Linked DNA regions of Anas platyrhynchos: region 2 is linked to region 1. A link is a contact called in public Hi-C data. All regions are on one chromosome and are shown on one strand. Each heading gives the region's core, a stretch centred on a gene start, on an enhancer-like site or on the middle of the called end of the contact. The rest is flanking DNA. Distances are from core to core; before and after follow the strand shown. Region 1 holds the start of HIBCH (3-hydroxyisobutyryl-CoA hydrolase). Region 2 has its middle 9.9 kb from the start of GLS.

What was found. A called contact is a pair of places that touch in the nucleus more often than the background predicts.
Region 2: a contact with region 1 is called in a Hi-C map of subcutaneous adipose tissue, with 7 times the contacts expected there. The contact joins the enhancer-like site here to the promoter of HIBCH in region 1. A contact is called at or near these places in 5 of 8 Hi-C or Micro-C datasets (F1 follicle, F5 follicle, liver and 2 more).

What each region holds. Positions count from the first base shown.
Region 1 is chr7:36,076,393-36,082,588 of IASCAAS_PekinDuck_T2T, forward strand. It overlaps HIBCH (3-hydroxyisobutyryl-CoA hydrolase), which reads right to left and starts at 4,591. Exons shown (of 14, transcript XM_038182046.2): 1 at 4,438-4,591; 2 at 3,582-3,624; 3 at 2,712-2,852; 4 at 1,410-1,494; 5 at 423-503. The coding sequence starts at 4,469. It overlaps MFSD6 (major facilitator superfamily domain containing 6), which reads left to right and starts at 4,416. Exons shown (of 8, transcript XM_072040503.1): 1 at 4,416-4,508; 2 at 4,739-4,853.
Region 2 is chr7:36,193,760-36,199,844 of IASCAAS_PekinDuck_T2T, forward strand. No RefSeq gene overlaps it. Among named protein-coding and RNA genes, the nearest start is that of GLS, 9.9 kb to the right of the region's middle. Within about 2 kb of position 2,037, at least 5 of the 8 cell types and tissues checked have an H3K27ac peak or open chromatin away from gene starts, as enhancers often do. A contact at or near this core is called in subcutaneous adipose tissue, where this site is marked.

The DNA.
Region 1 (6,196 bases), core at 3,341-5,840:
CCTGAGGTATGTAGTCTTTAACTGTTTGCCAAAGCAATATTTAGATTTTTCCATGACACCTTAAATATTTTCTTTGCTGGAGACAGGAAGGTACATAAAAATGCTAATTCTAATAAGTATTACTTTATACTCTTTTGATAACTTCAGTTATTATGCAACATTTTCACCTCTTTTCCTGCAGTGACTAATACTGGATACTTCTGATCAATGTTTAAAAATCCAAACTTTATTCAACTGAAATATGTTCGAAGATGTTTCTTCTGATTGTAACACTCAACCCTTGATTTTCATCCAAAAGAATATCACTTACTCTAATATTCTATTATCTATATTTTATGGACAAGCAAAGAGAGAAAGTAAATTTATATTCAAAGTCATTGTTATGAAAACAATACAGTTCTAAAACTTGCTGTTGAACATACCAATGGCATTGTTCAGGGTATATTCTTCTCTGAAGAAATCTTGTGCCAGTTTATCTCCAACTTTTCCTGCATCTGTGATGGCTTAAGAGAAACAAAAATTCTAAAGGTAACTAAGGTTAATAGAACACACAAATACAAGTACAAAAATCAGTATTGCATGAAAAAAAAAAAACAAAAAAAAAAACTTGTCCTACAGCAGTCAACAGCAACTTAATCCTGCTTTATTTTACTTGAGCAAACAAATTTATCAAATTTAAATATGAACAGCTATCCATTTTGAGTCCCTTCCATTATGCTGGAGAGTTGAGAGACCACAGTCTATTTTCTACACTATGGAACCCCTCCTAGCGGTTGTCAGTCTTGTCTGTAGTATTTCATATCAATATATGGAACAGTCACTTAAAACTGATTACACTGAAGACTGAATACTAAAAATGAGAAGCCAGTAAGAGTAGGGCATAATTTAACAGTAACCTGTACTGCTTGATTACCTAGGATTTAAAACAACTGCCAATTCAAACAGTTTGGAGACTTTCTACCATTCATAGTTAAAGAATAATCACAAATACATTGATCGCTGTAGCCAGCTACTTATCTAGCCACCTCTGAGTCAAACATCAGAGAAATTATCCAATAAAGCTATCTGTTAGAACCCTTCAAATTTCTTGTAAATAAGCTGTCTTTAATGAAATGCTGGGAAGAAGAAGGAAGAGACAAGAAACCTCTCAGTGACTGGCTGCTATCACCAGTTATTCATAAGCAAGAATTTGACATATCTTTCCCAGTTACTGTTTTGTGTTGACTGCTTTAATTTATTTACTGTGACTCAGGTAAACAGAGGCTTGCCACAGAACAGTGAGTTTAGTTGTGCCAACTTCTTCTACCACCTTGATGCACAGATGCTGTATGATGCTGTTGTCATGAGACAGCTGTTGGAACATTGCGTATAAAACAGTAAAAACTATTTAAAGTGACTATAGCCCTTACCTCTGATGTCACCACCAGCACAAAAAGCTTTTCCTCCAGTTCCCTTTATGATTATTAGAAAAGTTTCAGGATCTTGCTCCCAAGCCTAAAGTGAGGCAAATGTTTCCACATAAGATTAACATTCTAATTCAACATTCTTTTTCTGTATAGTATGATTCTTATTTTATTTTTTCAGAAAGATTGTTTTTAAAATGAAGTCTGAGAGCTTCACACATTTGCTTAGGAGTTTCTAACTGCCACTCCATTGTCATATTCAACCCTGGTGGCAGAGATTTGCACAGCCACTTTGTGTATTTCAGAATGCTCAAAGACAGCTCCCATTCTCTGACGAAAAGCAGCACTCCCTAAAGCAGGGCCCTATATAAACCTGGATGGGAACACAATGCTGGGGGAGAAAGGTGGGAATAGAGAAGATATAGTAACTGTTTCAAGACAATTCATGGAAGTTTTGTATATCTAAGATGTGCAGCAAGGAAAAGAGCATTTAAATTGTTGATGGATATTTTCAAAATGATTGCAATCAATACCTGTCAAGGACTGGATTAAGCCAATTTGTGCACAGATGCATCTGTGACAAGGTATTTCTGTCTACCAGCAGCTATACTTAAAATTACTCCACCTTTTAAGGTTGTGCATAAAACAAATCCAGTTCTCAGTACTGCTTTAAATGTTCTTCAAAGAATGCGTAAGTTTGCAACATAACCATCTGTCAAAATATCAAGAGGCAGGTAACTGTCTAACAAATACTGGTATTTAATATTTGACTTTCTGCATATGATGAACAACATCGTTAAATTAAAAAAGACTATTTGCATGCTTAAAATTTCACGTTACTTTACTGAGAAGCATTGTCCATAACTCCACAAGGCTCTTTTTTAGGGAATGAAACTAAAGCAACTTGCTTCATGATAATTTGATCTTTTTCAGCTATGCAACTTCCCAGCAAAACATGCACTCAGCTCAGAGGCAACACCTCTGTACAGCTTAGAATATGTGCTGACTGACCAACTGGGTGTTGTGAACAGAAACATATAAACACTAACTACTGCTTGCCTTTAATTCAGTCCTGGTGTTAATACAGGGGTCTTATCTATGCAGATGCTAAAACTTCACTTTTTGTCTGACAGCTTTTTTCTTTGGTGTCTCTTCTTTCTAACCTGCTTGAAATTGTCTGTTCTTTTCCATCCTACACATCTGAGCTCATTAGCAAGTGTTCTCACAATTTAATTATTTAAATTGGTATGCTATGAAGTGTCAGAATGAATTTTAAAAGCAGTATCAGGTAACGTAACAGCTACTAACCTTTATTTGTGGATAAATTTGTTGGATCATAGAAAGATTTAGTGCATTGAGAGCCTTGGGTCTATTCAAAGTTATTATTCCTGCACCTCCTTTCTTTTCCAACAACACTTCATCTGAAGAACCAGTATGCTTACACATTTTCTGTAAGTGCAAAAACAAATAAAATAAATATGTTAATGTCTTTGATGTCTTAAGTAACATACGAGAGCATTTACGGAAATATACTCTCAAAGCACACTATTTAAGATTATAAAAATATGTGTTTTGAATTTCACATTAAGGCTTTCCCACTGTAATTCAAGTCATATTTGTATTTCTTACATGGTTCTCTTGGAGCTGCTTTATTATTCTGAAGGACTCTGACAAACCTCAGACAAGCTTTTGAGCTATATGCTCTTTGGCAATGACACTTGAGATACTAAACGATGAACTGTGGTGTTTAAAACTGACATTCAGAAAATACCTACAACAATTGCAGTAAGAGTTTTGTATGTCCCTAGTGCTAGTTTGATACTGCAACCACAAATGTACATACAACTTCTTATGTAATTTCTAACAGTTGAGTTGGTTGCTAACCTATTTTCACAATTGAATTTCACATTCAAACTCAAAGTTGAATGACATTTAAGGAATATAACGAAACTAACACAGAAATTAACTATAAAATTAGGGAAAGCCAAATAATTGGGCTTTAGTTTATGGTTTAGTAGACACACAACAAAGTGCTCACATACATAGACAATGTTCTGCCTGAATGGCATTCAGAAGCACCACACACACACATTAGAAGTTGCATGTGTTGTCTGTCTCAGGTACGGAGTTAAACGTCCCAAGGGCTTCCACCTCAGTCAAACACGATGTAGTTCTTACCAAATGCTGTAATATTACTTGCAGTCTGTTAAATGGCTTCAGTCTGAAAAAGAAATGTTAAAAACTAAAATTCTAAAACAGCTATACAACCCCCAAATGCACAGCTGAGCAAAGCTTTGTCAGAAAATTTCTAGACTTGATTGCTCTACATTCCACTTTGTCTTAATCAAGTAATATTTTGATATCAAAGCGGTTGGAAGTATCGTTGCATGTTGTTATATATAGATACCAACGTCAACTGCTAATGTTTTCATTGCATTTAAGCAATTGCAAGTTGTCTGGGCGCTAATATGACAAAGTAGGAGTTTGGGGGATGCTTGTCTGGAACTTTTAATACTTGTATTTTGGAAAAAACAAAAAAACAAAAAAAAAAAACCACCACAGTCCTGAGGCTTCCATTACACAAAGCCTGCTCTCGCTGTGTTGCATGTATGCACATTTAAGTAGGGTTTACGAAACAACTCGAGCAAAGTTAATGCTTGTGCTGCCAAGAGGAGATATCTGGCCATACCAAACTGTTTATAAAAGCAGGTTTTGAACCTGTTACTTAATTTAAGTAACAGACTTTTATTGTCGTTGTATTCTCCTGAGGAGAACAATAAAACCAGCATCCCCACACACAGCAGGCGCGCTGGGATGAGGTGATTTTTAAGCTCCCTTCATGATCCCAGTAATTGTGTGATTTTATGCAAAGCGGCATTCTCAGGACTTCACGCCACAGCCACCATCATCACGTTATACCACGGCGGGGAGGAAGCCGCGGGGGCTGAGGGCAGGGCGCGGGGCAGGCACCGAGCCCTGAGGCGACGCCATTTCGGGGGGGGGGGGGGGGGGGAAGCGGCCGCGCGGCCGTTACCTGGGCAGCGGCCGCAGCAGGCGGGCCGCCATGGCGGCTGCCGGCGCCGTCGCTCTCCGTCATGGGCCCCGGTACGGCGGGGCTGGGCGGGGCGGGAGCATGCGCGGCGCCTCAGCCCCGGCACGGGGGTGTTGTAACTCGTGTGGGTGTGGGGCTGGAGCCCCGCTGGGTCCCGCACCCTGTTAGATGCTCAGGGTGTCCGCCAGGCTGCGTGTGGCAGTGTGGTGCTGGCAGCAGCAAGGCTTGGTCCGGTGTTTATGACCTCCATGTTCTGCCCCCCCCTCCCCCCTGTGCCTCACAGGCTCTGTGCTGCCTGCTCGGCCATCGACGTGCCGCTGAGTGACTGAGGAGCTGAGCCCATGTGCCGCCACACCGCCAGGCAGGGCTGCTGTAAAGGGAGGAGGACCTCAAGGAAGGTAAAGGCAGGGACTGAGGAGGTGGTGTGGCTGCTGCACCAGTGGCAGCCAGACACAGCCCTGAGCTCAAACACAGCCTGCACTCAGAGCAAATACACTCAAATCGCACTCAGGGAAACTGCCTTTTTTCAAATATAAATGCATTAAGACAATATATTGTTCATTAAAACAATTCAATATGTTCTCAATATAAGTTCATTAAGACAATTGAGGATTTACAGGCATCATACTAGTAGCCCATAATACTAAATTACCTTTTTATTCAGTAACTGTTACACTGCTCCATAGACTTTTATTTTTTTTTAAGCTGACACATACCATCGTGAGACATCAAAAAGTATGGTGAACCAAAGTGGTGCGTTAGGTACATTAGTAGAAATGTAGCTTCACTATCTCAATATAGCAAGTTCAGCGCTTGATTTGTATCTGTATTGACAACAAACAAAAGCAAACAAGCAAACTTTGCAGCAAGTTTATTTTGCTGGAACAAAAAATCCACGCCTTCTGTAGCACTTCTGGAGAAGTCCCCAGAGGGCAGCCTTGCTCTTTATTTCTAGAAATGATTCAGCCCCTGCTTGCAGCAGCGTCATCAGTATTGGCATTTCCGTTGTAGTAACTCGGGGCATATTAAATTTAGTTGTAAAAATCTTCATCAGGCTAAATAGACACAAGGCAATACACGAAACGTTTCAGTATTATGTAGCCTCAGTTTTCAGTCTCGTACATTGTGGGGAAAAAATGACTGAGAGAACAGGACAGAAGGTGCTTTTGCAGGCTTTGGGAGCGTGCCTACTGCGAGTTAATTAACTGCAGGATTCATTAGGCCATCCAGACTATATAGACCTTTACTCATAGATCATATGGTTGTGAAAGATGTGGCCTGTTAACGTTATCTTGACTATATAAAACCTTATATACTGTCTTACAGCAAGTTGCATACAATCAAATCTAAACCAACCGAAGCAACACCAAATTACCATGGTGGCCAAATCTGAACCCATATTTATATTTTTTATTTATATTTATACTTGTTAAGAGTGGGATAACTGCATCTCTTATCTAGGCCTAACCAGGTTATGGGGAGTTTGATAAGCAGGTAATGTTTTTGTACTTAGTATCTGATGCCTGAAAGTCTATATATTTCACTAGCAAATATGAACAGCGCCTTTCTATAGAGGAATCCTTTTGTTAGTATCGTTGTGGAAATGAAGAAATCAGTGCATGGAAGCTAATCGCAGGTAAGAGCGAGAGGAGTCTGTGAAACTCCTGGAAATGTCTTAATAAATTCCACCTGCACACGAAGGGGAAGGCTGTGATCAGGACATGATTACACAGGATGGCAG
Region 2 (6,085 bases), core at 787-3,286, 110 kb after region 1:
AGTGATCACCTTTGTGTTTGCAACACATTTTACCCTTTAATAAGGTCTTCATCTTCACGAAGAATTATTATTATTATTATTATTTTACGTGCCACCTACTAGTAGAGCAGAAAACAGATGTAGTTTTGCCTGGGACAAAGATTTTTGTTTCAGCAAGGACACCACTCCAACAGGCTGGGTTTCTTGCTCTATAGGGTCATCTTGGCAGCAGCACGGTGTGTCCCTGTTTGTACCCGGCTCAGCAGGATGCTTTTCTCTGTCACCCACCGGGGGCAAAGCTCAGAGCAAGACGCCAGGCCAGGCTGCAGCTCCTAGGGGTGTATTCCTCACCAAAACCTCCAGAAACGTTCAAAGGCAGAAGCCCAGCTCGAGAGCTGCAGTATCGGCTTGCACCTGCAGGTTGTGCTTGAGGACAGCTTTTCTGCTCAGCTCCCACTGCCCGCAGAGTGCTGTCCTGCAAAATGACGCACTTTCTGTCTTGCTTCTCCCAGCTTATATTTGTCGAGGAAATAAGTTATTATTGCTTGCGTTTGCCCGATTACTTCGGCATTTGTATATGTCTGTAACGAGCTTGTGATAAGTCGGGGTGAGATAACCATTGCCCAGCAAAATAAGCAGCAAATAGAACAACTTCCTTAATAATTAAAACCCATGCAGATATATGCTTGTGTGTGTTTATGGTACTTTTATATGATGCCAGCAGTGTGTGAAGCACTTCAAAGAGTTGGAAGACAGATCCTTGCCCTGCAGGACTTGCAAAGCAAACAGAAATTTGGGGAAGGGCAGCAGAGGCAGTGGTTACACCTGAACGGTAACGCTATCAGTTGCATAATGAACTTCATTGGCATGAGGAAGATGCTGGGGCTGATGCATTTTCTATGATCAGGGCTTTTTTTAGGTTTGCTTTTCTTTGTTTGTTTTCCAAGAGGAAAAATACCCGCCTGACCACACCTTCTGATGTGTTGGTTCCCAAACTCTGTGAAATGTGGTGAAAGTTGGGGCTAATTTCCCTGTTGCAGCAGGGAAGGGCTACGTCTTGGATTGCTAAATGGAGAACTCACTCAAATACAGCATGCACAGGAAGAAGTATGGAAAACAAGTTGAATTTAGTTTTATTTTGTTTTGCCTGAAGGCTTTGCTGCCGTGCTGTACAAGAAAAGCCATCACTCGTTTCTGCATATCCACTTTGCATTTCTTTTAAGCGTGGTCCTTTCTTGATTCTCCTTTTTCTCACACATGAGAAAAATGTTATTTTGGATGAAGCTGTTGCTGTGGGATGAGCCGTGGTGCTGTGCCAGGAAGTAAGCAAACAAATAAAAAAGGGCACTTGTGCTAGCGGTTGCACAGTTTTGTGCATCACAACTCTTCTCCCACCAGTCAAAAACATTTTTATGTCCTCCAGTAGCTTTTCTGACCTACTGGCCTTGGCTCATAGTGCCACAGTGGCGTTTGCGAGATAGCCTGTAAGAGCAATGAGAGACACACACCCTGCTTGGTAGACGAGCCTCCCGTAATGCAGTAGTCCTGGTGCTTATCTAGAACGCAGTTTGAAGTGATGAACAATTACCTTTGACTAGCGTGAGATTGTGTTTGGGTGGGGAAGGAAATCTGCCAGTGACTTTGCACATGGCTATGTGCTCATTTGTCACGGCTCGCGCTGCTGCCAGAGTCCACGGAGGCACCGTTCTCCCCAGACTGAGCATGGGCACCATAGCCTGCCCTCTGAACAGCTGCTTTTTTGGTGGAGGACACCAGACCAGGTTGCTCCAAGCCCCATCAAGCCTGGCCTTGAAGGCTTCTAGGAGCCGGGTAAGATCCTGTCCCAGCAGAGACGTACCAAACGTAGCAGACAGCAACCACAGGGTGATGGGTTGCAGCTTGTCCCTTCAGCTAACATGTCTTTTTTTCTTCTCCCCGTGACATAATTCCAGCTGAATGCTCTTGGAGATTCAGAAGCTACCATGTCACTTGTGGGCAAGTGGAATTTCAGCTTTGGAAGTGAGTCACCCCTTGGAGCCACGGAGCACACAGTGACTCCCTTGAGCTGCAGGGCAGTGACTAGCACTTGTAGCTCCAGCCCTCAGCCTTTAAGCAGAGCAGGCGTAGGCCTACAGAAAAATTACTGTAGATATTACTGATCATTTGCAAATAAACGGTAAATGATGCTACTCTGCTGTCCCAAACTAACTGCTGTTTCCCAGCTGCTTCAGCAGGGAAGGCTGAGGGCCAAGAAAACTCTTGGCTGCTGGCTTGCTGTCCTCAGCTGCTCTGCGTGCTGGAGGTTGTGGTCTTCCCTGTCATGTTGCTTTCAGAGTTCACTGAGTCTGTGCCCTGAGCTGGATTTGGGCAGCGTTTTCTTGAAGAAAAGCACGTTTTCAGGCAAATGTTTAATGAACTTCACACAGCAGTCAGCGAGGAGTTAATTGTTAAGATTTCAAGGGTTCGGGTGCTTGACGTGGAATAATTTCACCTAGTGTGTCATGACCATGGCATTCATCTTGAAATCGGTTTACAGGCCCTGCACTGGAGGCAAGAGTTGTTCTTGGCTGAAGGCCTGAGAGGGAGCTAGCTGAGCTGCTGTGTGCTATTTCTGATTCCCCAGTACTCCGGGGAGGGATGAGTAAGGGCCCAGCCCAGCCTCCTGCAAACACAAGTCATTGCGGGGCATTGTTCCATGGGGCTTTCTGTATTGTCTGGGGCACCTGTGTGGCCGTGCCCAGCCATCAGGGACAGGGGGCAGGGCTCTGTTAAGCACTGCACAAACACAGAGTGAAGAGACCAGTGCTGGTAATTTAGTGTCTTCAGATGGAAACTTTAAACACCTTTGGGGCTACCAAATGGGGCTGCTCGTTGTGCCTTGGTTCCCCTCCTGGGTCGGCCTGGTGTTGGCGTGCTGGCTTAGCAACGAAGGTGATATATTTTTGTAATAGGGTGAGCGGTTATGAGACACCACGAAACCTTAAACAGACCTTGGCAGGAACAGTTTTGTTGGATGTGTAATCAATCTAAATAGACCCGCTGATGTCTGCCACGAGCCCACATGACTGCCTTGGGTTTCAGCAGCTCGGCCGGGACAGCCTGGAGGCCGAGGAGTCGGGCCCAGGAGCACAAGGCCGCCTTTGTGAGCGGGGCCTGCCCCACAGCGAGCTCCTGCTCCCTCTGCTCCTGCTGCCTCCAGCCAGAAGCAGCATTTGCAAATGAGAAGAGGCAGGGAAGTTCCCCCGCTCATTTTAGAAAAGCGGGGCCAGAAGCGAGAAAGGACTGCGGGCTTGCCACGTGCGGGCTGCCATGCGTGATGCCAGGCCTCGCAACGTCTGCGGGGCAGGGATGCCTGAGTGCTCTGGGGGTTTGGATAAGGAGCTGATGGCAAGCGAAAGCTACAGCTCTATAAAAAAGCACTATAAAAGTTACTCGTGATTTTATTGCCCTAGGTACTTGCTGTAGTGTCCTTTGCCTGTTCCATGGGACATAACCTCCTGGCTGGGGGAGCAGCCCATGCCAGAGCCTGTCAGATCTGGCGATGCCCCTCAGGAAAGCTAAACCTGTATGCTTCCATCTCAGGCCACAGTTAATAATTGATCTTCCTCAGATGCAAGCTGCATGCTTGTAAGAAAATAAAAATAAATAAAATAAATCTGTGCCCTGAGCAAATGTCCCTATGCCTGAATGTGAACTGCTAATGAGTAACTTCAGCAGTTACTTCAGTTCAGGGGAAAAAATGTGTAAACACTTTTGTGTGAGCCATAGTTAAAACTCTCAGCTCTGCCTCTCAAAAGTATTGCCATCTAGGCTGTACTTTGCTGTACGTGTGAGCATTTCTTTTTCTAACCTGAAACTGGGGGTCTCATCCATAGGTTTAGGCTGAGTAAGCCCAGACAACATACATGACCGTCTTTCCTAGGTAAAACCTTGTCATGGGTGAGGAACAAGACCCAGAAACTCTGATCCCTAATACCTCGCTGCTGTCCTCAGATGGCTCCGTAACACCCTGCTAAAGGGTTCTGCAGTTCCCTCGGTTGGCTGGACCCAAGATAAGGTCACAGTGGCTCCTCCAGCTCGAGTGCAAGCTATCTTTGGGTAGGGCTTTGGAAGTCAAGGGTCTCAATTATGCAACTAATACATTTAAAGTGTTCTCACAGTTGCATGTGATGATGATTTTTCCTGATTTTAATGGCTTATATGATTCACTCAATGATAAAAACGCTTAAAAGCAATGTTGTAGATGAACTCTCTCATTTATGGTGTGACAAGCATTTGACTTTTTAGCCATTCCTCATGTGTTTTAACCGCATACTTCAAAGACATAAGCAGGTGTGAATGGTGACTGGAGACTGTTGAAGGAATGCAGGGGATCAGGGAACTCCAAAAACCACACGGAAGAGAAGGCTGCATGGTCTCCTGTGTTACGTGACATTGCCCAGTAGTGAAGGTGACCGCAGTCTGTGCAATACCACTTCTATCATGTATTTTGGTGCAGTCTTGTCTTCTCAGCATGAACATACCCTTTTCTCTCCATCTGAAGAACCCTCTGCAATGAAGTGCACGAGCTCTGCAGGTCCTCCTTCCTCCTGAAGCTCCTTCTGGCTCTACTGGCAGCCTCGCCAGGTAGCCAGCAATATTTGGCACGGCGGCAGGGACCCTGGAGATCACCTGTGGTGTTAATGCCCCTGCTGTAAGGGGAGAGGTGAGCACTGCTTGTGACAGCTCGTTCACAACTTTGTGTGCATCCAAGTCCTCCTTGCAGCAGCTTTAAGGAACCAGAGCTGTTCTGGTTTTGTCTGCCTGAGTACACGGTGTTCAGCATGGGGTGCTGGAACCTGTTATGCTGTAATGATTGGCAGTAAGGTTTAACACGTAGCAACAGACCTTAGATGGCACGCCTGAAATCTGCAATGTCAGTGTCGAGTTATTTCCACCTAGAATAAGGAGGATGCCAAGGATCTTAGCATCTCAGTTCGGTCTCATGGCTTAGCATCTTTCTCAGCTTAGCACAGCCTTCATGGGCATCACAACCTCTGTAAGATCTGCCATGATATGAAACAGCCTTGGCGTTTTGCAGCACTTCATCCAGCATTATAGGATGATGGCTTTTAGTTAAAGGTTGAAATATATGATGTATATAATGTATTTTTTGTACTGTAGAAGAAAAATCCGAACTGTGCTTGTGGTCATCATAACCTAATGCTTTAGAAAACCAGCTCCTTGCTCTGACTGGGAAAACCTGGACAATTGTTTGCTTTGTTCTTCACAAATATTGTTTAAGAGCACGCATCTTAAACAGCTGTCTGTATTGTCAACAGACTGCTTAACCGTAATGGCAATTGCTTTCTGCATCTGGAAAGATACACCGTGCCTTATCTGTGCTGCTGCATCCTTGTTATAGCTACCTGCTTATTAATATCACCAATTCGTAGTAATTTTTTTTTTTTGCTTGCTCAAGTTTAGCCAAAATTCACAGGATTTGGGCCCGACTTTAGTCCAAGGACTAGAATTTTCACATGTGCTTGCGTTGTTTCTTGTTTATTGCTTTCTTCTCCCCTTGCTTACAAACCCCTCTGTGCCTCCTGCCAGAAGAACCACAGCATCTGGGATTTCTGCTCGCCTTTCTCTCCGATTAACGTAGCCCCATCACCTTCACATCTTCTGCCTGCTTTGGTGTCCTCTCCGTTCTGCAGGGCTATGTGTGGAGGGAGAAGGAACCTCTCCGGGTCCTGCCAAGCGGAGGCGGACGTGCGCAGCATCGGCAGCGGGTGACTCACGGGTGAGATGTCAGCTATGTGACCTTCCAAGCTGTGGCTCGGTGCCAGCCCCAAGGCTGGCTCGGGATGTCTCCTGCTTTCTTTGTCATCACTCTGCAGGCTTTTCAACCTCCTGCTCTTCCCGAGGCAGCTGCTGAAGCACTTGACCACTGGCGCCACTTTCTCGCCTCGGCTCAAGTATTGAAACAAGTACATCGTCATTTGTGGCTTTTTGTTTTTGTGTACGTTTTTTTTTTCCCACCTCCAGATGAACAAAAAAAGACATCTTCCCCTTGCTGTGTGTCAGGCCTCCTGGGATGCCTTAGCATATCCAAAAACGCCGTAAA